4 separate regions of the Sus scrofa genome follow, and all the other regions are linked to region 3. A link is a contact called in public Hi-C and promoter capture Hi-C data. All regions are on one chromosome and are shown on one strand. Each heading gives the region's core, a stretch centred on a gene start, on an enhancer-like site or on the middle of the called end of the contact. The rest is flanking DNA. Distances are from core to core; before and after follow the strand shown. Region 1 holds the start of MTMR14 (myotubularin-related protein 14). Region 2 holds the start of VHL (von Hippel-Lindau disease tumor suppressor). Region 3 holds the start of RAD18 (RAD18, E3 ubiquitin protein ligase). Region 4 holds the start of BRK1 (protein BRICK1).

Evidence for each region. Promoter capture Hi-C pulls out the DNA fragments that hold promoters and counts their contacts. Hi-C and Micro-C count contacts between places; a contact is called where the count stands out from the background.
Region 1: a contact with region 3 is called in a promoter capture Hi-C map of liver, with 4 times the contacts expected there. The contact joins the promoter of MTMR14 here to the promoter of RAD18 in region 3. A contact is called at or near these places in 2 of 5 promoter capture datasets (fetal skeletal muscle and liver) and 1 of 47 Hi-C or Micro-C datasets (embryonic fibroblasts).
Region 2: a Hi-C map of heart right ventricle shows a contact between it and region 3, with 4 times the contacts expected there. The contact joins the promoter of VHL here to the promoter of RAD18 in region 3. A contact is called at or near these places in 1 of 5 promoter capture datasets (fetal liver) and 1 of 47 Hi-C or Micro-C datasets (heart right ventricle).
Region 4: a contact with region 3 is called in a promoter capture Hi-C map of liver, with 4 times the contacts expected there. The contact joins the promoter of BRK1 here to the promoter of RAD18 in region 3. A contact is called at or near these places in 1 of 5 promoter capture datasets (liver) and 2 of 47 Hi-C or Micro-C datasets (heart right ventricle and skeletal muscle).

Annotation. Positions count from the first base shown.
Region 1 is chr13:65,947,186-65,953,941 of Sscrofa11.1, reverse strand. It overlaps MTMR14 (myotubularin-related protein 14), which reads right to left and starts at 5,422. Exons shown (of 18, transcript XM_013981948.2): 1 at 5,116-5,422; 2 at 3,002-3,150. The coding sequence starts at 5,271.
Region 2 is chr13:66,333,218-66,339,636 of Sscrofa11.1, reverse strand. It overlaps VHL (von Hippel-Lindau disease tumor suppressor), which reads right to left and starts at 5,102. Exons shown (of 3, transcript XM_003483214.4): 1 at 4,749-5,102; 2 at 1,780-1,902. The coding sequence starts at 5,046.
Region 3 is chr13:65,357,538-65,364,025 of Sscrofa11.1, reverse strand. RAD18 (RAD18, E3 ubiquitin protein ligase) reads left to right here and starts at 4,884. Exons shown (of 14, transcript NM_001142833.1): 1 at 4,884-5,013. The coding sequence starts at 4,963.
Region 4 is chr13:66,313,546-66,319,987 of Sscrofa11.1, reverse strand. It overlaps BRK1 (protein BRICK1), which reads right to left and starts at 4,550. Exons shown (of 3, transcript XM_003132361.5): 1 at 4,273-4,550. The coding sequence starts at 4,474.

The DNA.
Region 1 (6,756 bases), core at 4,173-6,672, 590 kb before region 3:
AAGTCTTGTGGAGGAAGGCGCACTTTTTCTCGTTAGGCTAGCTGGCGGTGTATTTTCCTGGGTCCCCTACTCAAAGAAACAACTCAATTTCTGTTCTCAGTGGTTCCTGTTCTTATTTTTATTACCTTTGGGCATTAGGATCTTTTTCTTACTGTGCTGAGCAGTGGGCTGAGTTTGGCACATGATACTCATAATTAAACAAATGAAACTAGGTTTGTTTATTTATGTTTGTCTTGTGTGTCCCTTAAGCTGTGGGATCTGACGTTATCTCAGGGTAGAGAGTGTCAGAATCGAGTAGAATCGGAGTTCCCTTCGTGGCTCAGTGGTTAACGAACCCGACTAGGATCCATGTGGTTGTGGGTTCAATCACTGGCATCACTCAGTGGGTTAAGGATATGGTGCTGCCATGAGCTGTGGTGTGGGTCACAGAAGTGGCTGGGATCCTGTGTTGCTGTGGCTGTGGTGTAGGCTGGCAGCTGTAGTTCCGATTCAACCCCTAGCCTGGGAACTTCCATATGACATGAGTGCGGTCCTAAAAAGCACACACACACACAAAAAAGAATTGAGTAGAACTGTAGGACACCCAGCACCCAGCTGGTGCCCAAAAGTTAATGGTGTGGGCCAATATCCCCCACCGTGTACATGCACATGTACACACACGCACATGCCGTAATCGTCAAGTGCAGAATTTTAACCACTATCTCCCAGTGCCTCACCTGTACTTGCTCTCATTCCAGCCCTGTTACACTGTCACTGCTCATTTACGGGTCCGTGTTACACACCAAACCTGAAGGTAGGGACTTCATCTCTCTGGTAGGACCTCCAACTGGACCCCTGGGGTCTGCCACATGACAGCAGTTTGTCTTGATGACAAACACATGTCTTGGCCATTTAGGGATCCTATCTAGGTGTTTATTCCCAGATAATGGGCTAAATGGAGAGGAGGGCGAACAGGACCGAATCACTTCCTGAGTCCAGTTCTACCCTGTGTAATTCAGTCTAGTTAGTGTCACATTAACACCAAACCCGGGCACATGTAAAGAAGTCAAAAGTCTGACTTCTTCCCACTTCAACATACGCATACTCCCTTGTCTTCAGCAGGCATCGCCTACTGGGTATCATTTCAAGGCCGTGTAAGACTTCTGGAAGGCAAGATGCTGCTAAATAAGGCAGAAGCGCCGTGGTGGTGACAGAAAGCGGCAGGCATACAATTCCTAGATCAACATACAACTTGTTTTTCTAACACATGTCTTCTTCTCAGTGAACACCACCTCGACATCATAAGAAGGGACATTTATCTCATTTTGCAGATGAGGAAACCCCTCCACCCTGGAGCTTCTCTGGCTCCCTGAGGTTCCCAGCTTATGGCAAAGGTAAGACTCATCTAGGGAGCTGAGATGGAGTTTCTGGAAATTCTGACTCTGATTTCAGTAAGTGCTCAGGAGATACTAGCACAACACAACCACTAACTAACTGCAGCTGTCCACACTCCTTGGCCTGATGATCAAGACCCTCTACAGGCTCGTCCAAAAAACTAAGGATATGTCAGGGAAACTTCTACTCATCTTTCCAACTCCCACTGAAAGGCATCGCAACATGTCTCCCCAAACACTCACACACCAGGCAGAATCAACACTTCTCTCCAGTTCGTCTACAGCAGTGTCTCTCAAAGCTTGATGTGCAGACGAATCATTGTGCCATCTTGTTCTGCTGAGATTTTGATGTGGCAGCTCTAAGCAAGGCTTAGAATCTCTAGGCAGTTCCTGGGTGCACCGATGGGCATGCTCTGAGGAGTGAGGGCCCACTGCACTTTGCAGAGGGACTCAACCATAGCTCTCATCCTAACAGTGCTTCCACAGGGCTCAGCTCTCACAGATATTTTGGCAACAGCTCCTGGAACTCTCTTAAAATCAACAGCAAGCAGGGAGCCTAAGGAAACACACTCTGAGAGCAATATAAAGCACTTCCTACAGCCTCAGGGCTGTGTCAATCAAGCGTTACCCTTTACTGACCGCCTATGGGCTGCATCCTGTGCCAGTGATCTCTGTCTGCTCTGCTGTGAACTATTACCATGAAGACAGCACTTGGGCCTTTGTAGGCCCTCAATATATGGTATCTCTTACTTTTCATTCTTATAGCAAACATGTCAGGCTTGGAATAGCCCCATTTATCAGCAGGGACTACAGTAGCTGCTTTTCTAAATAGAGTCAGACTTGCGGATGAGAAAACTAACAGACAAAGAAGAAACTTTTCCAAGTTAGTTACCCAGCCAGCAAGTGGGGCAGGCAGCATGTACAGTGAAGCAGTCTGACCCCAGACCTTGGGATCCTAAGCGCTACACATGGTAAGTGTGCGTAATCGTGTTGACAAAGCATACCTCTCACTCACTCTTTTTTTTTTTTTTTGTCTTTTTGTTTTTTTACGGCCGCACTTGCAGCATATGGAGATTCCCAGGCTAGAGGTCCAATTGGAGCTGTAGCCGCCAGCTACGCCGGAGCCACAGCAACACTGGATCCAAGCCTCGTCTGCAACGTATATCACAGCTCATGGCAATACTGGATCCTTGACCCACCAAGTGAGGCCAGGGATCAACCCCACATCCTCATGGATGCTAGTTGGGTATCTTAACCTCTGAGTCACAATGGGAACTCCTTTTTTTTTTTTTTTTTTTTTTTTAATATACTGGATTACTGGGACCACTCACACTCTCTTAAAAAAGGACTCTGAGGTTCAGAGGGCTGAGGTGTGAAATCAGCTGCCTTAGGACAATGATCTAGAGGGTAGAGTAAAATAAGAATCCAGGGCTATGATTCCGAACCCCTCCTCCTATGCTATGCTACTCTGCCCATCTAAGATGGCAACCCCTGAAACAAACAAAGATGGCAATAAGGGTTAACACCTGGGAAAAGTGAGCCTGCCCTGCCCAGCTGAGGGTTCCTGACCCTGGGGATAAGCTGCTGAGGTCTCCCCAGCCAGGCAGCTTTGGTTACAAGATGCTCACGTGTCTTTTTCCTTCTCAGAACTCTCATACTCCAGGAACACGATGTGCTGGGGGTAGTGGCCGCAGATATCCCCATTCACATTCTGGATCACGCTGTAACAGTAGTCTCGGCCAAACAGCTCCAGACACCTCTTCTCAATGCGCTCAACCTGCACAGAGGAGGAGACCTGAGCATAAAGAAGATTCTGGGGTTCTGAGGTTGAATCACTGGAGAGGTCACTGGGAATGCCATGTGCCTCTGTGATGATAATTCAATGCTGGGAAGAGACACATTGCTGGACCACAGGCCCTAAATGTGTAGTTCATGAACCCATATATGGTAGGCTTTAGGACAGACTCTTTCCCTCAATGCTTCAGGAAAATCTTGTAGCATTTGAAGAGAGGATTACAGATTCTTAAAGGGGTCCACAATCCATGAAATATTAAGAACTCCTGCCTAGGTTACTTTAAGTAGCACTAATCCATTATCTTCCTTTGCCCCGAAATTCTCCTTCATTCTCCAGCCAAAGACCAGTACCTAGAAGCTCAAGTTAGCATAATGAGTAAAAGCTGCAGACAAAGCTGTCTCCTTACACACAATTTGCTTATGAAATAGAAGAAACAGCACCCTTAAAATTGCTGTGGTTTTGCTCATCTCAGGGAAAGGCCCATTAGAAGAAAGACATAAGACCTGTAACATCCCAAGAAGCCTGCAAGAGATCATAAATTTAAGGCCAGCTAGAGTGAGAGTCAGGTGTAACTCTTTACAACCCTAATCTTCAGGGGTGTTTACAACGGAAGGGGGGCCCAGCAAAACCACTGACCCTCTACCCATCCAAAAGACCAATGGGGAAGGAAAAACTCAGTGGCTTAAACTAGCAATCCTCAAATTTCAAGGTTCATATCATTAACAAGCCTATTTAAAAAAATACAAATTCCAAGTTACCACTCTCAGAAATTCTAACTCAGTAGGACTGGATAGGACCAAAGAAACTTTTTTATCAAGCACCCCAGGAGTTCCTGTCGTGGCTCAGTGGTTAACGAATCCAACTAGGAGCCATGAGGTTGCGGGTTCGATCCCTGGTCTCACTCAGCGGATCTAGGATCCGATGTTGCCATGAGCTGTGGTGTAGGTTGTATATGCAGCTCGGATCTGGCGTTGCTATGGCTGCTGCGTAGGCCGTCTCCAATTAGACTCCTAGCCTGGGAACCTCCATATGCCACGGGTGCAGCCCTAGAAACGACAAAAAACAAACAAAAACCAACAAGCACCCCAGATGATGCTGAAGTGGGTAGTCCTCAGGCTAAGAGCTGAGAAATAGTCATCTGGACAGTGGAGGAAACTCATTGTTACTGAAGCCTTCCCTGGGTTACTCTAGAGACTAGCAGATGCCAACTGCTGTGTGTCCCATTATAGGTAACCCCTGGAGCCAAACCAGAGTTTCAAGACCCAGGATGAAAAAGAATCCCATTAGAAAACCTGATGCTAACCCCTCCAAAACCACGTGGGGAATGAAAGATGGCAGGGTCAGCAAGATTCCCTAGGATGGGAATGGCCTGATCAGACTGGAAGCCTTCCAGGTCTGGCCATAAGGAGACTGAAAAGAATCTCAAAGGCAGAAAAAAAAGAGGAACCAAGACTTGTTTTTCATAAAGGAACAGAGGAGTGTGGGCTCCCTTCATGCACAAAGGGAAAGGAAAGGGATGGTCCTAATTCTAAAGTCACTCTGAGACTGTATAAAGAATCAACACACTCCAGTTTAACTCTTGACTTCATTCTGCCCCACCCCTCCACGGAGCTGCAGAAATCCTCTAGATTTTTAATTCTAGACTTGGAGGCTTCTGTGCTAGTATCTTATGCAGGGGAACAACCCTCCTCAGCTCCTCCTCTCTAATCTCTGAATGGCCCCTCAGTTCGGATCCCTAGCCTCCAAATCCCTTGTCTCAAACCAAAACGTCGTCCTTCCTTGGCTCATTCTGATCCCAGCTCCTCCTTTTCGGTTTTTAAACCCGACCCTTGCTCTACAGGTCCAGATCCTGGCAATCTCCCTCTCTCCCTCCTTTCTCTGACCTGTCTCTCCTCAGTAGCTTCCCAAGCCAGGGACCCTCTGCTGCTCACCGTGCCTCCGACTCACCTTAGAGCCTCCCGTCCCGCTAAAATCCTTGGCCCGATACTGAGTCCGGGAGAACTCCTCCAGCAGCTCCCCGAGCCCCGGCTCCTGCGGCTGCGGGTTGCCCGAAGAAGCCGAAGACCCCGCCGAGGCAGCGGCGGCGGCCCGAGCGCCGGCCATGGCCCAGTCCCGTGTCCCCTTTAGCGCCAGAGGCCCCCTCACCACCGATCAGGACAGCCCATAGCAGCGGGAGGAACCTACTCCGGTCCGGAACCTCCCGAGCCGCCTCAGCCGCCGCCTTGCCTTTCCACTTCCGGCCCCGCCCCACCCTGCCGGATGTTTACTCCAGTTCTGGCCAATCGGAGCCCGAGATTAGCGCCCCGCCTCAAGATTATCGGCCCACCCCCTGACGCGGAGCTTTCCAAGTGGTCTCCAGGGAGCGGACCGCGGCCACTCGCAGAAACCTCGTGCTCCTCCCCACGGGGTTTCCCCCGGGGAAGCCGGACTAAACCATTGGGGCTGGGGGGGGGGAAATAGCGTGGTAACTGAGAGGAAGGAACCACCACGGGAAAGACTAGCGGAACAGTGGAATGAACCATTACAAGGAGAGGAGGAGGGAACTGTTGGAGGCAACTAATTAGTGTTGGCAACCCTAGTAAGTAAGAAAACAGCATTTTCTAAGGCACTTTGCTTTCACTGCTCCTCAAAATGTCCCTACGAATACAGTGCTGCAATGGCCAATCCATTTTATTGAAGAAGAAACGCGGGGGTTGGTGGGAATGACTGGCTTGAAATTATATGATGAAAAAGGCCCATATTACTGTTCTTTTTATCTAGTGCAATATTTCCAACACTCACGGAAAAGGAGAGAATAGTATAATGAACCCCCATGTATCCATTAGCTGGTTTCAACAATAATCAGCATATACCACCCTGTTGTTTAATCATCCTTTCCTCATCTAGTAGAATTATTTCAAAGCGCATCTCATTGTTTAACCTGAGAATACGTCAGTGATTTATCTCTAATAGATTAGTATTGTTAGAAAAATAATTAAGAAAGACAATTTAGGTGTTAAAGAAACTAATACTTCATGAAGCCTCCAGTGTTTGTCCTCAAGGGGCCAAAGAACTGCAAAATGGAGCTGGAGGCAGGAAACTTTTGTAGGATAAAGAATAAGGAAGTGAAAAATAAAAAATGATTAAAGAGCAAGGAAGTAAGTATAGAGCCTACAGTTGGCTTGGCGTTTGGGGATTGGCTGACTAGATATAGTATGTTACTGGTCAAGCAGAAGATTTACAAAAGTTATCTAAGTTTTGGTATGTTGCCATGGCAGCCTGGGCAGGAGTGGCACCATCTTTGGTCTAGAAATATATTTCAGCAGTTCCCCCTTTTATCATCCTATTGATCATCCAAGAAGTTTGGGGAAAAAAATCGGTATTCATTTTACTGTACAGCAGAAATGTTCACAACATTGTAAATCAACTATAATTCAATAAAACCTTTAAAAAAAGAAAAGAAATCAGTATTCAGTATTAACATGACCCTCAGTCACCACTGCCTCTTCTGATCTCAGTGTAGTATTCACAAAAAGTGATGTCAGGCTTGTATTCTTGGAGCTGGTTCCATTCTTTCTTTCACTTTTGTCATTGCACTTCAGAGAGAGA
Region 2 (6,419 bases), core at 3,853-6,352, 980 kb before region 3:
GCATATGAAAACTCCCAGGGCAGGGACTGAACCCACACCACAGCAGTGACCCAAGCCAGAGCGGTGACAATGCCCAATCCTTAACCTGCTAGGCCACCAGGGAATTCCCCGTCTTACCTTTTAGAAAGACAGGCTGCTGAAATAAGTAGAGACTACGCTACTTTAAGGAGCCCAGCCCTTAGTGATTTTTGTCTGATGTTGGGCAATGTATCCAAACTTTCTACATCCTATTCTCCACTGTAAATAAAATGGAAGTAATCTATTTGTATGCTCTATGTTGAACAAAGATGTCATGGTGTCTCAATAGCTCTTTGGGTTTGTCAAGAGCGGGCTAAATTAAAATACTTGATTGTAGGAGTTCCTGTCGTGGCGCAGTGGTTAATGAATCTGACTAGGAACCATGAGGTTGCAGGTTCAATCCCTGGCCTTGCTCAGTGGGTTAAGGATACGGTGTTGCCGTGAGCTGTGGTGTAGGTCACAGACACAACTCAGATCCCACGTTGCTGTGGCTCTGGTGTAGGCCGGGGGCTACAGCTCTGATTAGACCCCTCGCCTGGGAACCTCCATATGTCACGGGAGCAGCCCTAGAAATGGCAAAAAGACAAAAAATAAAATAAAATACTTGATTGTAGAAGTATGACTGCATCCTGTTTCCCCGGCCTTACTGCAGAATTATGCCCTGGAGTCTCAGGAGAAAAGGTGAGAAAATGAGATATTGTGGTTTATTTATGACTTTTAGCATTGTATCTTTTTTTCTGGTTGCACCCACAGTATACAGAAGTTCCTGGGCCTATGCCACAGCTGTGTCAATGCTGGATCCTTAAATCACTGTGCCAGAGCAGAAATATTTTTTAAATAATAATAATAATAATTTATTTTTGTTCAGCCACACCTGAAGCATGTGGAAGTTTCCAGGACAGAGATCAAACCCATGCCACAGCAGCAACCTGAGCCGCTGCAGTGACAACACTGAATCCTTAACTCACTGCACCAATTTCATTCCTATCCTTTAATGAAATTTAACCCAGTCGAGCTCCAAGTGCCAACCAGAAGTTAAAGAAAAATCATCATTGGAGTTCCCACTGTGGATGGGTGGTAACAAACTCAACCAGCATCCATGAAAACGCAGATTCAATCCCTGGCCTTGCTCAGTGGGTTAAGGATCCAACATTGCCATGAGCTGTGGTGTAGGCTGCAGATTCGACTCGGATCTGGCATTGCTGGGCGGTGGTGTAGGCTGGCAGCTGCAGCTCTGATATGACCCCTAGCCTGGGAACTTCCATATGCCGGTGAGGCCCTAAAAAGACAAGCAAATGAACGAACAAAAAAAGGATGATCTTTTGGGTTAAAAAAAAAAAAAACAAATTACTGGAGTTCCCTGGTGGCTCAAGGGGTTAAGGATTCAGCGTTGTCACTGTTGTGGCTGCTGTGATGTGGGTTTGATTCCTGGCCCAGCAATTTCTGTATGCCACAGGTGCAGCCAAAAAAAAAAAAAAAAAAAGAAAAAGAAAAAACCCAAATACCTGCAGCTTTGTAAGGTTCAAACTAATATGTGTTTCAAGGCTATGGGTATACAAAAGTGAGCAATGGAAGTTAAATGTAGGAATTTTTGCCTTGGAGAATACCGTTAAAGAGTAAATTCTATAGGAATTCCCTAGTCATAGAGCGGATTAAGAATCTGGCACTTTCACTGAGCAGCTTGGGTTGCTGCTGAGGCACAGGTTTGATCCATGCCATGGGTGCAACTAAAAAATAAAAAGTAAGATGGAACATCAGTACCTGGTAGTGTGATATTGGCAAAAATCGGCTGTCCATCAACATTGAGAGATGGCACAAATAGTTCAGTTTGGTTAACTAGAAGCCCATCGGATGTCCCAGCATCTCGGAAGAGCCAAAGGTGACCTGTTAAGACAAGCGAGGTTATATAGCCACGCACCTATTTCCTTCATCTCCCCCAGATTAACACTGAAATATTTGCCTCTCGTTCTGCTTAAATTCTATACCTAGCCCTTCCAATAATGTTATCTTACTCAATCCTCACAACAGACCCAGTTACAGATGAGGAAAAAAGGTCTGAGAAAGCAAGGTGACTCCCTCAAGACAAAAGGACAGTAAGCAGAAGATCAAATACTTAAGTCTCCAAAACCCGCACCCTTTCTGCTACCATGGGGCAAAAGCACAGCCTGTGAACTGCAAATCACACCAATGCCGCAAACTAAAAGCAGAGAAAAGGTCATCAACTCCTCAGATCTGTGCTTCTCAAGAACAGGAAGGTACAAAAACATGAGGTTGAGAGAAAAAAGCCAGACAGAATAGGACACATTCTGCAGGAAGAGATCAAACTAGTCAATGGTGTGAAAAATCAGAAGAGTGTAAAGGGGCAGGAGGGAACTTTCTGGGATGGTGGAAAGATTCTATTCTGTAACTTGATCTAGGTGTTGTCAAAACCCATCAAACCCTAAGATCTGTGTATTTTACTATATGTAAATTACACCTGAATTTAAGAAACAAAACAAATATATCTTTTTTTTTTTTTTAAGGGCTGCAGCGGCATATGGAAGTTCCAGGCTAGGGGTCAAATCAGAGCTGCAACTGCCAGCCTATGCCACAGCAACTCAGGATCAAAGCTGTGTCTGCGACCTACACCACAGCTCATGGCAACACCAGATCCTTAACCCACTGAACAGGGCCAGGGATCGAACCCACATCTTCATGGATACTAGTCAGGTTCATTACCGCTGAGCCACAATGGGAACTCCCAAAACAAATACATCTTAAACAAAAAAAAAAAAAAAAAAAGGAGTTGTTCCCATCATGGCTGAGTGGTTAACAAACCCAACCAGTATCCATGAGGATGCAGATTCGATCCCTGGGTTAAGGATCTGGTGTTGCCATGAGCTGTGGTTTAGGTCCCAGATACGGTTCAGATCCTGCATTGCTGTGGCTGTGGTGTAGGCTGGCAGCTATAGCCCTGATTTGACCCCCTAGCCTGGGAACCTCCATTTGCTTGGGTGCAGCCCTAACAAGACAAAAAAAAAAGGAGAGTGAAAGGAGACAAATCCCCAGGACTAAGAGTCAGTTTAAGGAGGGAGGAGTTTGTCTCAGAATAAAAACAGTATGTGTTTCTAGGGCACAAACTTGCTTGAAGATTTGGTGGGAAAATTTAAGAAATGTAAAGTGGGAAGTTATTTTTTTTATTGAACTAAAATACACATAATATAAAACTATTTTAACCATCTTAAGTGTATAGTTTAGTAACATTAAGTACGTCTGCACGGGAAGTAATTTTTTTGAAATGTTTATATTAAATCAGGAACAAATAAATTTTGGAGAAGGATGCAAAATCCACAAAATTTCCTAGAAAAAATAGGAGACTACAGAAATGTTGATGCCTGGCACAACTGTGCTCTTCCTCATTTGATATTAAGGGAACTTTGATGTAAAAGTTTAAAGAGCATTACTAAGTACACCACCCTCAAGGAAAAAAAGATCCATGGAGATCCTGCAAGGGGAGTTCCCGTAGTGGCTCAGCAGAAACAAATCAGACCTGGAGTTCCCGGTTGTGGTGCAGTGGTTAATGAATCCGACTGGGAACCACGAGGTTGCAGGTTCGATCCCTGGCCTCGCTCAGTGGGTTAAGAATCCAGTGTTGCCGGGACCTGTGGTGTAGGTTGCAGAGGCAGCTCAGATCCCGAATTGCTGTGGGTGTGGTGCAGGCAGGTGGCTACAGCTCCAATTGGACCCCCAGCCTGAGAACCTCCATATGCCTCGGGTGCGACCCTAAAAAGACCAAAAAAAAAAAAAAAAAAAAAAATCTTGCAAGGAAGGTAGTGAAAATTAAGCAAGTATTAACTTCTCTTCTTGAAAGCCAAGGAAGATGACTGCCTCCTTGGGCAGTAAAGCCTAGATATCCCCCACCTGGGTTACTAGGACAGTTTCTTAACCTTTACCAGTAGTCTTTCCCCTCCAAACCACTTTGCCACCTGGTAAGCTTTTCAGTGTTATGTCTGGCAACGCCATTCCCTGCTTAAAACTTTCAATGGCCCCATTTCTCAGGGATAAAGTAAACTTTCAGGCTTCCTCTCCCACCATTCCATACCCTCTCCTCTCCCCAAGACCCCAGGTGGTAGGTTCACTCTGCCTATTACTCTCACCTCCTAACCCGGTTGGTTAGATCCCATTCAAACCCTGCAGAATTCTCTTTCTTCTCCGAAAGCGCACACCCCTCCCTTTCTCTGAGCTGGTGCCCCGCCGAACTCTGCTCCAACCACAACACTTAGGACACTGGCTAGTTCTTATCTATTTATGCATTTGTCTCGTCTACTGCACTGGACCATGTACTTCATGAACGCAGGGATCTGAGGCGGAGCTGGCCCACTGGGCACATCAGAGGATATGAGATTCTCCCCTTCACATACAGAACAAATGGGCGTCAGGGATGGAATACACATGTGGCCATCATCAAATGCAAATTATTCAGTTTTAGAACAATGGGCTGTCACGTACTGGCAGCGTCAACCTCTCTGGGGCCTCAGTTACTCAAGGGTAAAATGGGAATACTAACGACAATAGCATCTGCCTTCCCGGATCGGGAGGGGACTCGGTGAGACGTGCCACCGTTGGTTGCCGTTGTTATCAGGCCTGGAGCACTGGGCGCAGCTCAGCACGGGCGACGGCAGGCGCTCGCTGCCCACGGGGACAAAGCGGCGGCGCGGCCCGGCGCGACAGGACGACCCCGGCCAACCTACCTCGGTAACTGTGGATGCGGCGGCCCGTGCCGGGGGGGAGCGTCGGGTAGGGCTGCGGCTCGCCGTCGAAGTTGAGCCACACGGGCAGCACGACGCGCGGGCTGCGGTTGCAGAAGATGACCTGGGACGGCTCCCGCGAATTCACCGAGCGCAGCACAGGCCGGGACCGCCCGGCCTCCATCTCCTTGGCGCCCAGCTCTTTGGAGTCAGACTCTTCCGTGCCAGACTCGGCGCCCGCCTCCTCCGCGCCGGCCCGGGCCTCTTCCGCGTTCCCCGCCTTCCCAGCCTTCCGGGGCATTACGTCGGACAGCCTGGACTACCCGGGCCTCGCCGGGCGGGGCGGGGGCGGGGCGTGCGTGCGCGTCCCCGGGCCTGCGCGCTGTTTTCGCGCGCGCTCGATGGAGAGGGTGGGCTACACCCCCTAAGATGGCTGGTTTGAGGCTGCGCGCATGCGCAGGTGCATCCTCTAAGCAGGGGCCGAGACCTTGCTGAGGCCGAGGCTATCACTGGCTATCCGGATGCCCGGTTTCCCGTATAAGTTGGATTCATGTGCGACCCATACGTTTTTGGCACAGCGTTCTTTAGCTCCATTCATTCTCTTAAGACCTTCGTGGTTTTTGTTATATCCTGCCCAACATCTGCGCTGTTTAATAATTTTCTCATTGATCATTTTTCTCTTTTGTCTCCATTTTGGGTCACAAAATTCGAATTTTGCACAGAAAAGTAGAATAAAGTGAAAATTTAGCTATCATCCCACTTCCCCCAGCCGCCTAGAGGTCCCTGGAGGCAACAAATATCATCAGTTTTTTTGTTCTTCCCTTCCAAGTTGTTCTACACATACGCAAGCAATTAAACATGTTTAGGAATTTTTTTTTTTTTTTTTTTTCGCCACCTGGGCATGCAGTTCCTGGGCCAGAGATCAGATCTGAGCTGCAATTGCGACCTATACTGCGGGTGCAGCGACGCTGGATCCTTTAACCCACAAACCTGTGTCCTGGCGCTTCAGAGATGCTGCCAATCCTGTTAGGTCACAGTGGGAACTTCAAAAAGGAATTTAATATCACTACAGTCAATGGAAATTCATTTACTATAGAAGGGTACAGTGGAACTAATCTCAAAACAAGTTACCGGGTTTTATCTATTAAACAAACGTAAAGGCGCTGAGCCTGCACTCTTCTTAAACAGCCAGGCGTTAGATGTTAGATACTGAGTGTTTAGTTGTTAAGTCAATTTTTTTCTGGACATAATTAGAAAGATTAAAGGAAACTGAAAAGGGAATCATTTTCATAGTTCAGTCTCTGCACTCTGTAATTCGTACCCACCTGGGTTCTCATTCCAGGTTTAGCTTCAAGTATGTGATCTTATTGCAGAAACCCTGGCAGCGGAAGGAGACAAAGGGCACTTGGAGATGCAGACAAAAGAAGGGTTTATTCAGCCCCTGTGCAGGCTCAGAGGAGCTCAGGCTCCAGAGTCTGAGCACCAGGTCTTTGGTCTCAGCAGCTTTTATACAATACAGCGTCTTGTTCTTTCCATGTAAGCAGCCAGGGACCTCCCCTTTCCCCTAGCAGACAGTGTTCCTGCCTAAGAAACTGAGCAAGCAAGGTTGCAGAAGCAAAACTGATAAGCAATGCTTGGATCACTCACTATTAGCAGGGCTGCTAGCTTGGACAT
Region 3 (6,488 bases), core at 3,635-6,134:
TCATTAGAACCTCTGATCTATCGCTGTTGGTCAGAAGCCCAGATGATAACGTGAGTGTCTGACTGGCCTCTGAAGGGGGTTGGGGCCTGACGCTGTCTCCAGGTAGACAGTGTCAGAATTGAGTTCACTTGCAGAACACCCAGCTATTGTCACAGAGAATTACTTGTTGTGGGGAAAAACCTCCATGCGTTGGGTGAGCAGAAGTGTGCAAAGTGTTGTGTGTGAGGCTAGTGAAGGAGACCCATGGGAAGAGAGCCACAGGGGGAGCAGTTGGGCATTCCCTGTACAGAGGCACTGAGTTTATCTTAGCCTGGTATTCTGGGAGGTGGAGCTAAATGTTGATTAGATTCAGAGGGTGAGTACTCCATTCACCCTCTGAACAGAGGTGGGCACGCTGCTCGGGTCCCCCTTTTAGGATTGGTGAGCTAATAACTTGGATTAGCAGGTTCAGGTGGTTGCCCCCTCAGTAGATGAAACTTTATTATTTACTGTAATGCTGTGGTATATCAAGCAGGTCATGGGCAGAGCTGGTTGAGTTGCTCTGTGCAGTGAGCAGGTGGCTTAGCTGGGGCTGGATGGTCTGGGATGACCTCAGTCACATCTCACAGATGGCTCCATGCTGACTTGGTTATTGTCTCTTATTATCCAGGAGCATTCTGAGGTTTTGTTCACATGCTGGCCCTGGGGCTGGGCTCCAGCGTTAGAGTGACTGGTACGAACAAGACAGGGGCCACATCTAGAAGGGATTGGGGGGGTGGCATGGTCACAGGGACAGAGTCGCCCATAAGCACAGGGCCCAAAGCACCTCTGTTGCCTCTGACTGCTGCATCCTGGTCCAGCCCTGTCACAGTCCCTGATGGATATGTCTACACTTTCCCCACTAACATCCTTTCTTCACTCAGCAGCTAGAAACAAAATGTAAATGAAAATGTGAGTTATTTGAAATCTTTTCAAAAATATAAGTTTTTCAAAAATGCAAATCAGATCATACCACTTCCCTGCCTAAAGCCCTCCAAGGGCTTCCACCTCTGCTTAGGGCAACATAACCACCCTGACAGCTGGCACTTAGCACTTGCTCAGAGGTGCCACGTGCTCTTCTAGGCACTTAATGTTCAACAACTTACTTAATTCTCACAACATCCCTATAAGGCAAATAGTATTACAATTGCCCCCATTTTACAGATGTGAAAACTGAGGCACAGAGAGGTTCAATAATTTGCCTGAGTTAACATGGACTAAAACCCAAACTCAGAGTTCCCGTTGTGGTGCGGCAGAAATGAATCCAACTAACATCCGTGAGGATGTGGTTTGGGACTGGGGACCTGGCATTGCTGTGGCTGTGGTGTAGGCCAGCAGCTGTAGCTCCGGTTCGATTCCTAGCCTGGGAATTTCCATATGCCTCGGGTGTGCCCCCCCCCAAAAAAAGCAAATAATAAAGTAAAATAAAACCCAAACTCTTTCTCAAGGCCTGGACTTCTGCACCCCCAGGTCTTCGCATGCCTGCCTCTGTCTTATCAGTTGGGTCCCAAGCACAAATATCACCTTCTCAGAAAGGACTGCCTAGATCATCCAATTGACAGCCTCTCCCCCACTCTCTAGGACATTCTCTTGTTTCCACACCACTTCCCAGGGTGTCAGCTCCTTGAGACCAGGTGCCACAACTTTGGTTCATCTCTATAGTCTCGCCCCTGGCACAGGTCGGATTGGCTCAATAAACATTTGTTAGAATGGAGGGAGGAAGGGAAGAAAGAAACATTAAGACTGAGCTCCTTCAATATCCCCTTCCTGTGACTAGAATGAAGATGGGTCCTGGAGGAAGAATGGAGGATGGAGAGGAGTGTGATGAAGAGAGATCCTGGAAAGGAATTCAGGGCCTGGGGCCCTCAAGGTTCAGCCAGACCAGGCCCCACACTCAGTTGGAGAATGTTTCTCTGATTAAGGTTGTCAGATTTGGCAAATAAAACTACAAGATGCTCAGTTAAATTTGAATTTCAGGTAAACAGTGACAAATTTTTTTTGTGTAAGTAGGTCATATGCAGTATTTAGGATTTCCTTAAAAAATTGTTCACTGTTCATCTGAAATTCAGATTTACTGGGCATCCTGTATTTTATCTGGCAGCTCTATCTCAGATCCTCACTCTGTACCAGTGCAACAGGAGATGCTACTGAGCACTGGCTTGCTTTTTTCGTACAGAACATTTTGTTTTTATTCCTGAATAAGGAAGTACAATCTCTGTATTGATTTAACAGAGGGAGACTGTCTGTGGGAATAGCAGCTTGTTAGGGGAGATTGGCTCCCGGGGGTGGATAAATATCTTGGAGAGGGCAAGACAGATGCCTTGTCCTGAGTGGCTTTCAGAGCCTGCTTGTGCTCTTGTGTGGACTTTCCTTCCTGGGCCCAGAGGTGTCCTTGCTTGGGTGCTTTTGAAGAGGGCAGGAAAGGAACTGCTCAGCCTGGAAGGAGAAGATTTATGGGAATGTGTGCTTACTCCAGTAATTTACTCATTCATTCAGCCTCACCAAGCACTGGGTGGCAGGAACTCAGAGAACAATAGCACAGGGTACTACCCTGGAGGCTCTCCAGAAATGGGCCATGAATTTGGGCCCCAGGTCCAACAAGTGATGCCTGCTTCCAAGCCTGTCTTCATAGCTGGATAGGAAGTGAGCATTTCTTTCCCCGTCTTTTCTCGCTTCTCTTCCTTCCCCATTACTTTTCTCTTTCCTCATCTCCTTTTCCTTCTCTTACCTCTCTGGCGCTTTACCACCTTCAAACTTGTTACCAACTAGTACCATAAAAGAATGATTACTGTGTGTGTGCTCAGGCCTGGGATCTGGTCTTGGTCTCATTTCCTTTGTCTTCCTAAGCCTACCGCATTCTGCCTGCATCCAGAACCAGGCTACACATCCAAGGCAGCCTGGAATTCATTTGCATGCCCTTTTCTGATTGGTTGATACAAACCCACTGCATCCTTAACCTGCCATTCCCCCACCTTCCTATTGGAGCCTCACTAGGTCCAGCATTCTGGGGTCCTCAGATCTCTGCCCTGAAGCGTTCTCTGCTCAGTTATTCCTTGATAAAGTGTCAATGGATAATCCCTTCTGGTTTGGAGTTAAAAGTTTTAGATTCAGAACTGGTCTTTGCCACTGACGAGCTGTGTGTTCTTGAATGAGTCCTTTTGCATCTCTGAGATTCAGTTCCTACATCTAGAAAATGAGATGATTTCTCATGATGAAGTAGTTATGAGAATACTCTGGTTAAAATGGATTCTTAAGCCAGATTGCCCAAGTCAAATCCTTCCTCCTGCACTTAACTAGTTCCACTTCCATACTTAAGCCAGTTATGTTTATTTCCCTTTTCTCATTTGGTTGGAGTGAGTCTGAAATAATTCTACATGTGAAAAAAAAATCTAGAACAGTGCTCTGCATACAAAGGTCTAATAAGTGTCAGCTATTACTGTAATGGATGTTAAAGTTCTGTGTCCAAATGCCGTTAATATTATTATTGTCCAATGAGATTTGGGCACAGGTTAGGAAAAATCAATTGAAAACATCTCTGCCTCATGGGTCAGAAGTTCCTTATGAAGAGAGTCTGAAAGAGTGAAGCATTAACCTCTCTGAGCCTCCATGTCTTCATCTGTAAAATGGCAATAACAATCTCACTTCTGCCTACTTTACAGGGAAGCTCTGACTGGTCAATGGTAAGTACTTAAAAAAAAAAAAAGATTTGTTGAAGGAGTGAGTACATGGACTATGTGGGGGTGCCAGTGACAAGCCGCAGAGGTCTTCCCTGAACAATGTAACTGTGCTGATTTGCTGCCCATGAAACCTAATGTGATGGAGGCCCACATCAGGCAGGGGATCAGTGCTGAGTTGAACAGACAGACTGGATAGTGTGCTGATCAGTGCTTCATGTTTGGGTAATGGACACTCATACTCGATTGGTGAGTGTTTAAATATACTGGTACAGCCTTTTTGGAAAAGTCTAGCTATAACAGTGATAAAACAGCACACAAATTAACCTAGTAATTCCATCTACTAGAAATCCCCTAGATATTCTGGCTCAAATATGCCAAGATTTTCATAGATAGTAAGTATGTTCACTTCAACTCTTTGCAATATCGAAAAACTGGAAATAATGTAAAGTGTCCTCAGTATGGGAGTGGATACATAAATTTCAGTAATCTGTATGATGGACAATGTAGCTATTAAAAAGAATGAGATAAATCCATAAAACGGAGCCGTTTCAGGAGGAATCTAAGTTAACCGAAAAATTCAAATTGACAAAAGTATGATTTACCACAATAATATTCGTGGAAAAAAACTGTAATTATGTATCTGCACAGGAACTACCTGGAAGGCTACACTCCAAAGTTAAGATAGTTAACCATCCTAGTTGATGAAAGAGCTCTTATTTAAAGTCCAGAGGCCCTATTTGTAGTCTGGTCAAAGACACCGTGTGACTCAAGGAAACTATTCACTTTTGGGGGCCAAAGCGAACTTTTGTGAAAGCTAACGATAATGTTTACCTCTTAGTATTGTGATGCGGTGAGATGAAATAATGGATTTGAAAACCCTGGCTCACAGCAGGGACAGATCGTCATAGCAATCAGAGAAGGTGACTGGAAAGAGGGGGCGTGAGCCTAGACTTTGAAATGTTTAGCAAGGCCTGGATTTCGTTTGATGCCAGGCTATCTTTTCCCAACATTCAACAGGCATTTATTTATTAAGTGTCTGTACAAAACCGGATGTCGTGGAGAGGCGAAGAGGAAACCCCGCGCGTGCGCAATGAGAGCACCTTTGGCTGCGCTCCGCCCACGTACTACAACTCCCAACAGGCACCGCTCGCGTGTCAGGCGCGTCGCGAAATGCTGACGTACCTCAGTAGCGCGGGGAATTTCGAGTGGCAGTGGGGCACTGGAGACCAGTGGGTAGCGGATACCCCCCGCTTTTTTAGGGGAGACCATGGACTCCTTGGTCGAACAACGGTGGCCTCCGGGGCTGGCAGTCATGAAGGTGAGTGTTTCGGGGGGGTTGGGGGCGCCCGGCGTCCGCAGGAGGCCAGCCCCGGCTTAAGGAGGAGAAAGGATGAGGCGCCAGTGGCGAGCTGGGCCAGGGTACCTGGCTCTTCGCTGCCACTTGCCAACCGCTTGGCTTTGGACTTCAGTTTCCTCCCCTGGGAGGTGCCGGGGATAAGCCTTGGTCCATTATGGTGATCCAAGGTTGGCCTTCGTATGGAACCGATCATTCTCCGAGTCAGCCACAACAGTAACAGAGAACTGGAGGGAAGCAGTTACTCCAAACAATGGAAACAACAGTGACACCTAATTCTTAGGGCTTACTACGTGCCATGCATTATGTAAACTCTCCCAGTTCTTTAGTTGAGAATCTGACACCGTATGTGATTTGGGGTGAATCCTGCATCAGATAACTCTTGATCGCTTAGCAAGGCAGGTAGTCTCCTTTACATTTCTCTTTAATTTCTTCCAGTTACCTTCAAGAAGCCTAGTGCTAATTTGTCTTAATTCCTCTCTGATGTGTCCTGACTCCTAATAGTTGTGCATCTCTCTCTTTTAAACAAAGAAATCAGGACTGGGGCCCAGCACTAGCCTTTGATCTCATTGCAGTATTTTACTGAAAGAACACTGATTTTTGCGGCTACTTTGTTTTTGGCGAGGCATTCCAGTTTCCATTTACCATAGTGGTGAGTTCTGGATTCTCCTATGTTTGGTTAAGAGCAAATACACTATGCTGTGCTAGCTACAATCAGTTGCTTGGTTTTTCTCCTTGTTCTGTGTTTCTCTTTGCGATTGTGAGCAGGATCACCTTCTTCTGTTCCTTAGTTTGGTAAATTTGAGGATTGTGGTGTCTGTTCCACTGACTCATAAGGCTGACTCTAGGGATTAAGTGAAGGAACGTGGGGGAGGTTAAAGGAGGTATAAGGCCATGTTCTACCTGCTGCCACCAGTGTCATCTCTATTGCTTGGGGACTTGAGATAGCCCTATGGTGAAAAGCTGACATCATGGAAGGATCTAGGAAAGCTGTGGTTTTAAAGTTGTGGTGGCTTTGGCACCAAGACGCAGTGGTGCAGTGGAGAAGAACACAGATTTGAGTTCCAGTGGTTCTGGATTAAATTTGCTCTCTGCTTCATATTTAACTGTGACCCTGATTCAGTTACCTAACCTCTCTGAGCCTCAGTTGCCTCATCTATAAACTGGAAATAGAAATAAATAGTTTATAAGGCTGATTAAATGTGTGTGAATTGGGATGCTGTCTGGCTTATTCACTGTGCCTAAACACAATGGTGCTCAAAAATGACTTGCTAGTTGATTGAAGGTATCTAGCATGTGGTAAGCATTAAATTAATAAATCTTTATTATTAGCATGAAGAAATATTATTAGTTTTTTTTTTTAGGGGATGGAGAAAGATCTATGGCAGATGTTCCAATCTTGGTGGCTTTCTGATAGGCATATACGTATTTTTGCATTT
Region 4 (6,442 bases), core at 3,301-5,800, 960 kb before region 3:
TGGGTTAAGGATCCGGCAATGCCATGAGCTGTGGTATAGGTTGCAGATGCGGCTTGGATCCCGTGTTGCTATGGCTCTGGCGTAGGCTGGCGGCTACAGCTCTGATCTGACCCCTAGCCTGGGAACCTCCATATGCCACGGGAGTGGCCCTAGAAAAGGCAAAAATGACCAAAAAAAAGATCAAAACTCCATTCTCACCAGTTGGAATCACAGAGTAAAAGCTGTTCAGAAAGTCTTTCGATAACCTGGAAAAAGAGTTCCCTCTCCAGAGCACAAGGCCTACGAAGACTGTGGTTAGGGTGAGAATTGTATGTTTAAAGTGCTACAGATGCCCCCTCAAAATAAACGCCAACAAACTCTTTGTACCACCAAATCACATGATAAACACAACACAAGCCTCCCAGGTACACAGCAGAACTGAGTCATACTCAGGGCTTAGAATGGGAAAATAAATCCCACTCACTCATCCTGAGTCATCCAAGTCCAAGACGACAGACTCAAGTCTGTCCTTATGATTTATCCAGTTTCTCAGCCTGGTGGTCTTTGTTTCGTTATACTGTCAATCTTCAGGAACTTGCCTCAGGTATACTGAACTGCTAAGTCAAATTGCTTTAACTTTAAATTTTGCTAATTGTTCTTACTTGTAATTAATGTTTTTTTCGTTAAAAGGATTAAATTTACTTCCTAAGATCTTCACAAACTACCTACTAATTACTCCAAATGCTAGGCCATTATCCTCACTTTAAAGGATAGGCCACTAAACTGGCCTAAACTGAGGGAAACCATTCCTTCCAGCTCCTGAAGATTGGACTCCTGTGTGTTTATTTCCAGGCTTGTTGGTCTAGAACTTGTTGGAAATTTCAAAAAAAGAAAAGCATTCTCTATCTAATAATAAAATGTGACACACAGATACAAAATCTCACAGCAGCTATTTCCTTACTTATAAAGCAGGAAAAGACACATTTCTCCTCCACAAAGCCTAAGCTCAAACTCAAAATTTTCAGTTAGTTCCAAGACTCACTATAAATTTAGTGATACGTCAAGAAGTTTTGTGCCAGAGATAAACATATGTTTATTATATGCTTATTAACATGATTCAGTGCTCAAAAATGAAGTTATTACATTATCTGCATGCAAACTAGGGGGACTGGGATGCTAGATGACTTAAATTTTGAAAAACAGTCCCAGTTTAACTGGGTTTTTTTTAGGTTCTTTATTTACTGAACTGACATTCTTAATACTTTGCTTGGATATTCTTTCTACATATCCAATATTAACTCCTACCAGATAAATGAAGTCTTTTAATTCTGCTTTTAAAAGAAAAAACTCTCCATGTCAGTTATTTGTCCAACTGCTTTCCATGCCTCTACAGAAAAGGACAAAGTCTCAAAACTGTGATCCTGTCAGCACTCCATCCTTCCCTGAGCATGGAATATTTTGCTTGCTCCTATGTGGCCTTTTCTCTGACAGAATGTTATGAGTAAAGAATCCTCAATAATAGTTTAGCTCTCTAAGAAAGTAGGAGGGACAATTATCAGAACATTGAAAGAGTTTACAATGAACTTTAAAAAATAACTTCAGGGGAAGTTCTATCACGGCTCAGTGGTTAACGAACCCAACTAGCATCCATGAGAACACAGGTTTGAGCCCTGGCTCAGTGGGTTAAGGATCTAGCGTTGCCATGAGCTGTGGTGTAGGTTGCAGACACAGCTCGAATCCCGTGTTGCTGTGGCTGTGGCACAGGCTGGTGGATGCAGCTCCAATTCGACCCCTAGGAACTTCCATATGGCAGCGCTAAAAAAAAAAAAAGAAAAAAAAAGACAGAAAAAACTTGAGGGAGGTCCATGGCTCAACAGGTAAAGGTTGTCACTGTTGAGGTTTAATCCCTGGCCCAGGAACTTATTTATTTATTTTGCTTTTTAGGGCTGTACTCATGGCATATGGAAGTTCCAGGTCAAAATGGACCTGTAACTGCCAGCCTACACCACAGCCACAGCAACTTGGGATCAGAGCCGAGTCTGTGACTTACACCACAGCCCACAGCAAGGGCGAACCTGAATCCTCATGGATACTAATTTCTATTTCTTCTTTTTCTGCTGCTGCTTTTTTTTTTGCTACACCCTCGGCATGTGGAAGTTCCCAGACCAAGGACTGAACTGTGCCACAGTTGCAGCCTGTGTCACAGTTGTGGCTTGTGCCTCTTTAACCTGCTGCACCACACAGGAACTTCCAGGGATCTATAATTTCCTTTCTTTCTTTTTTTTTTTTTGTATTTTTAAGGCTGCTCCCATGGCATATGGAAGGCTAAGGGCTGAATCAGAGCTTCAGCTGCCGGCCTATACCACAGCAACAAGGGACCCGAGCTGCATCTAAGACCTACATCACAGCTCATTGCAACGCCAGATCCTTAAACCACTGAGCAAGGCCAGGAATCAGTGAGAGTCCTCATGGATACTAGTCAGGTTCATTACCACTGAGCCATGATGGGAACTCCCAGAGATCTATAATTTCTTAACTACCATTCCTATCACAACTTCTATAGCAAGTAATATGTATGAATATGTATCACTGGCATATAATTTATACTATTCTTACTGCTCACTAATACAACCTTTCCCCCAGTCCCTGAATGAGGACTCCACCATCCCAAAACATATCAAGATTATAGTTCTAGAGGTCCTGCAGTGGTGCAGTGGGTTAAGAATCCGACTGTAGTGGCTCTGGTCACTGCAGAGGTGTGGGTTCAATCTCCAGCCCAGGGCACTGGGTTAAAAGATCTGTTGTTGCTGCAGCTGTGGCTTGAATTCAATCCCTGGCCCAGAAATTTCCATATGCCATGGGTATGGCTATAAGAATTTTAAACATTTTTTAAAAAGGTTATAGTCCTACACATTTGTATGCAAGTATATATATTTATATATTTTATAAGCTTATTATAAATAAATAATGTGTATTTACATACAAATGTAAAAGACCATGTATATATTTGTCTTTTCAGGGCCAAACCCAAGGCATATGGAAGTTCCAAGGCTAGGGGTTGAATCGGAGCTGTAGCTGCTGGCCTACACCACAGCCAGAGGAATGCAGAATCCCAGCCACCTCTGCACCCTACACTACAGCTCCTGCAACACAGATCTTTAAATTACTGAGTGTGGCCAAGAATCAAACACAGGTCCTCATGGATACTAGTCAGGTTTGTTACTGCCGAGCAACAAGGGGAATTCCTATATGTAAATATATTAAATCAGAAACAATGTTCTGCTTTGCTCTGATGTCATTATTTCATCTTCAAAATAGAAATCACTTAATTGTAGGAAATGGTTCTTATTCTGTCTTCCCCACAGAGACTGAGAAAGAGCCTTGTACTCAGATCTAGTTTGTCTTGCTGATGCTTTTGGACAAATCTCTTGCTGTCACCTTTATACACTCCTTTGGACTTCTCTTAGCAAGAAAATAATTCCTTTTTAAGTCTTTTTAAATTTATCAGTTTCCCCTACTTAATCGCTTAATGTTGCTGAATTAGTGGGCCAGAAGCACAACTGGAAAAAGATCACTAGATGTCATCCCCACACCTTGTGATGACATAAAAAGTTTACCCAGTGCCCGGTTCTTTCAAAGTAACACTCGGAGAACAAGAGTCAGGAGTCTCTGCTGCAGGGTGTAGCACAAGGATAGGAAACAACGCGGAAGGAACTTTAAGACTGTCACGGACAGGTCATGCCAAGGAAAGATTTTGCTAGAAGCAGACAACACCCACTGTGGTCTAGATACTAGCGATGCAGAGATGTCCCTGGCCGGACGCGATGTGGGCCCTCCTCCGCTCTCATCTACCACTCTGCACAGCACACGCCGAGACAGGAAAGGACCGACAGGAGGGGCGACTAACAGGCTCGACGCTAAAGGGCTTCTGGACAGCGCTCTCTGAGCACCAAGTGACGACTGAAACGAAGCACAAAAGAAGGGAGACGCCTGAAGAGAAGGAAAGATTCAGGCGATGGATGGGGCTGTCTGACACGTCCGGGAAAGGAACGGACTTGTTACTGGATGCGGGGGGAAGGCAATGAAGCCGATGAGCTCAGCGTGGGGCAGGATAACCCCACAGGGAATGATCAGTGGAGGCCGGGGGTCAGAGCGAGAGGGGAAAAGTGCGGCCTGAAGGCGGAAGCAAACACCAGCAGGAGCCCACGGCTCCCAGAACCCGCGTCAAAGCTTCTCAGCGCCCTCCCTAGGCGGGCCCCCCTCCTCCCTGCCTCCCCCTGCTCGCCCGCTGACCAAACGAGTTGAGAAAGTCTGCGATTTTCTTGATGCTGCTGGTGATGACTTCAATGTACTCCCGGTTCGCCCAATCCTGGTGAATCTCCCGCTGCACGGGATCCTCTTGGCCTGCCATGGCTGCAGCTGAAGGAAGCGCGACTGCGCACGCGCCTCGACCCTCCAGGCCTCCAGTGCGCCGACGCAGCCAGCCCACGCCCATGCTCGGTTGGCCACAAATCCACAGGCTTCGTGATGCGCCTGCGCATTGTCAAGTCCCCGCCAGCGTCTTCGCTCTTCTCCCACACCCCGGAAAACGGTGGCCGCAAAACCGGCTTGGAGAATGGAGTGCGCACGCACTCAGAGCCCCCCCCGTCCCCCCTCAGTCACTGGCAGTTTTGGTCGTTAGGGGGCGCGTGAGCCCGCATCAACCCTAACTTCAGGCGCTCCAAACTGAGATCTCTGACCACAATAAGCTGGGCAATGCCAATTAAACCACAGAAAACACAAGTCATTTCAAAAATGCCTTTTAACAACACATGATGCCCACCTTGCATTTATCAAATGAACAAAAGGTTATTTTTTTAAACTATAATACTTAGAGATGAAGAGGCTGGCTGAAGGGAAATGGGAAAATTAGTAAATAGCTGGTCATACTGTAAGCTGGCAAGATCTATTCAGAAGGAAATTTAATAAAGTCATTGGTGGAGTTCCCGTTGTGGCTCAGCCGTAAGGAACATGACTAGTATCCATGACGTGGATTCCATCCCTGGCACTAGCTCAGTGGGTTAGATAGAGCTGCAGAGTCTTTGATCTGATGGCTGTGGTCCAGGCTGGCAGCTTACAGCTTTGATTCGACCCCTAGCCTGGGAAGTCCACATGCCTTGGGATGCGGCCCAAAAAAGACAAAAAAGAAGAGCTCATTGGAAAAGAGAAAACACTTTGAGCACAATGTTCTTAAAGGCATCATTCATTTAAAAAAACAAATCTCAACTGTTGGGGAATGGCTAAATATCAGTATAGTCACTTAGAGCAATATTATGAGGTCATTTAAATGTCAATTATGGCAACAGAACACACATGCTAAAGTGAAGAAGAAAACAAAATACAAAATTTTTTCTTTTCTTTTTTTTTGGTGGGGGAGCCCGCACCCCTGGCATATGGAGGTTTCCAGACTAGGGGGTCTAATCAGAGCTGTAGCTGCCAGCCTATGCCACAGCAATGCCAGATCAAAGCAGCGTCTGCAAACCTACACCACAGCTCACGGCAACAATGGATCCTTGACCCGGTGAGCAAGGCCAGGGATCTAACCCGAAACTTCATGGTTCCTAGTCGGATTCGTTTCTAATGTGCCACGATGGGAATTCCTTTTTCTTTTTCTTTTTTAACAATTTTAAAAAATATTTTGTCTTTATTTATTTAGTCTTTCTGCCATTTCTTGGGTCGCTCCCACGGCATATGGAGGTTCACGAGGCTAGCGGTCGAATCCGAGCTGTAGCTGCCAGCCTACGCCAGTGCCACAGCAACATGGGATCCGAGCGGCGTCTGCAACCTACACCACAGCTCACAGCAACACCGGATTGTTAACCCACTGAGCGAGGCCAAGAACCGAAGCCGCAACCTCATGGTTCCTAGTCGGATTCGTTAACCACTGCGCCACGATGGGAACTGTCTTTATTTTATATAATGATATTTTTTCCATTATAGCTGGTTTACAGAGTTCTGTCATTTTTTCTACTGTACAGCATGATGAACCATTGTCTAACAATTTTTAATCATATAATTTTGCTTTGCAGACTTTCATTAAAAAAAACTCAACTGCACAATAAAAACTTTTGTCTCTGATTCAAGAGAAAATAAAGGAGTTCCCATTGTGGCTCAGCAGTAACAAACCCGACTAGTATCCATAAGGATACAGGTTTGATTCCTGTCCTCGCTCAGTGGGTGAAATATCCAGCATTGCCATGAGCTGTGGTGTAGGTCTCAGACACAGCTTGGATCCTGCATTGCTGTGGATGTGGTGTAGGCCGGCAGCTGCAGCTCTGAATCGACCCCTAGCCTGGGAACTTCCATATGCTGTGCTAAAAAGACTAAATAAGTAAATAAATAAATTAATTAAATAAACTTACTAGGGAAAAAACCAGTAGTTCAAAATCATTTTAGTCTTTTCCAAGACTCATCAGTCTCTGCC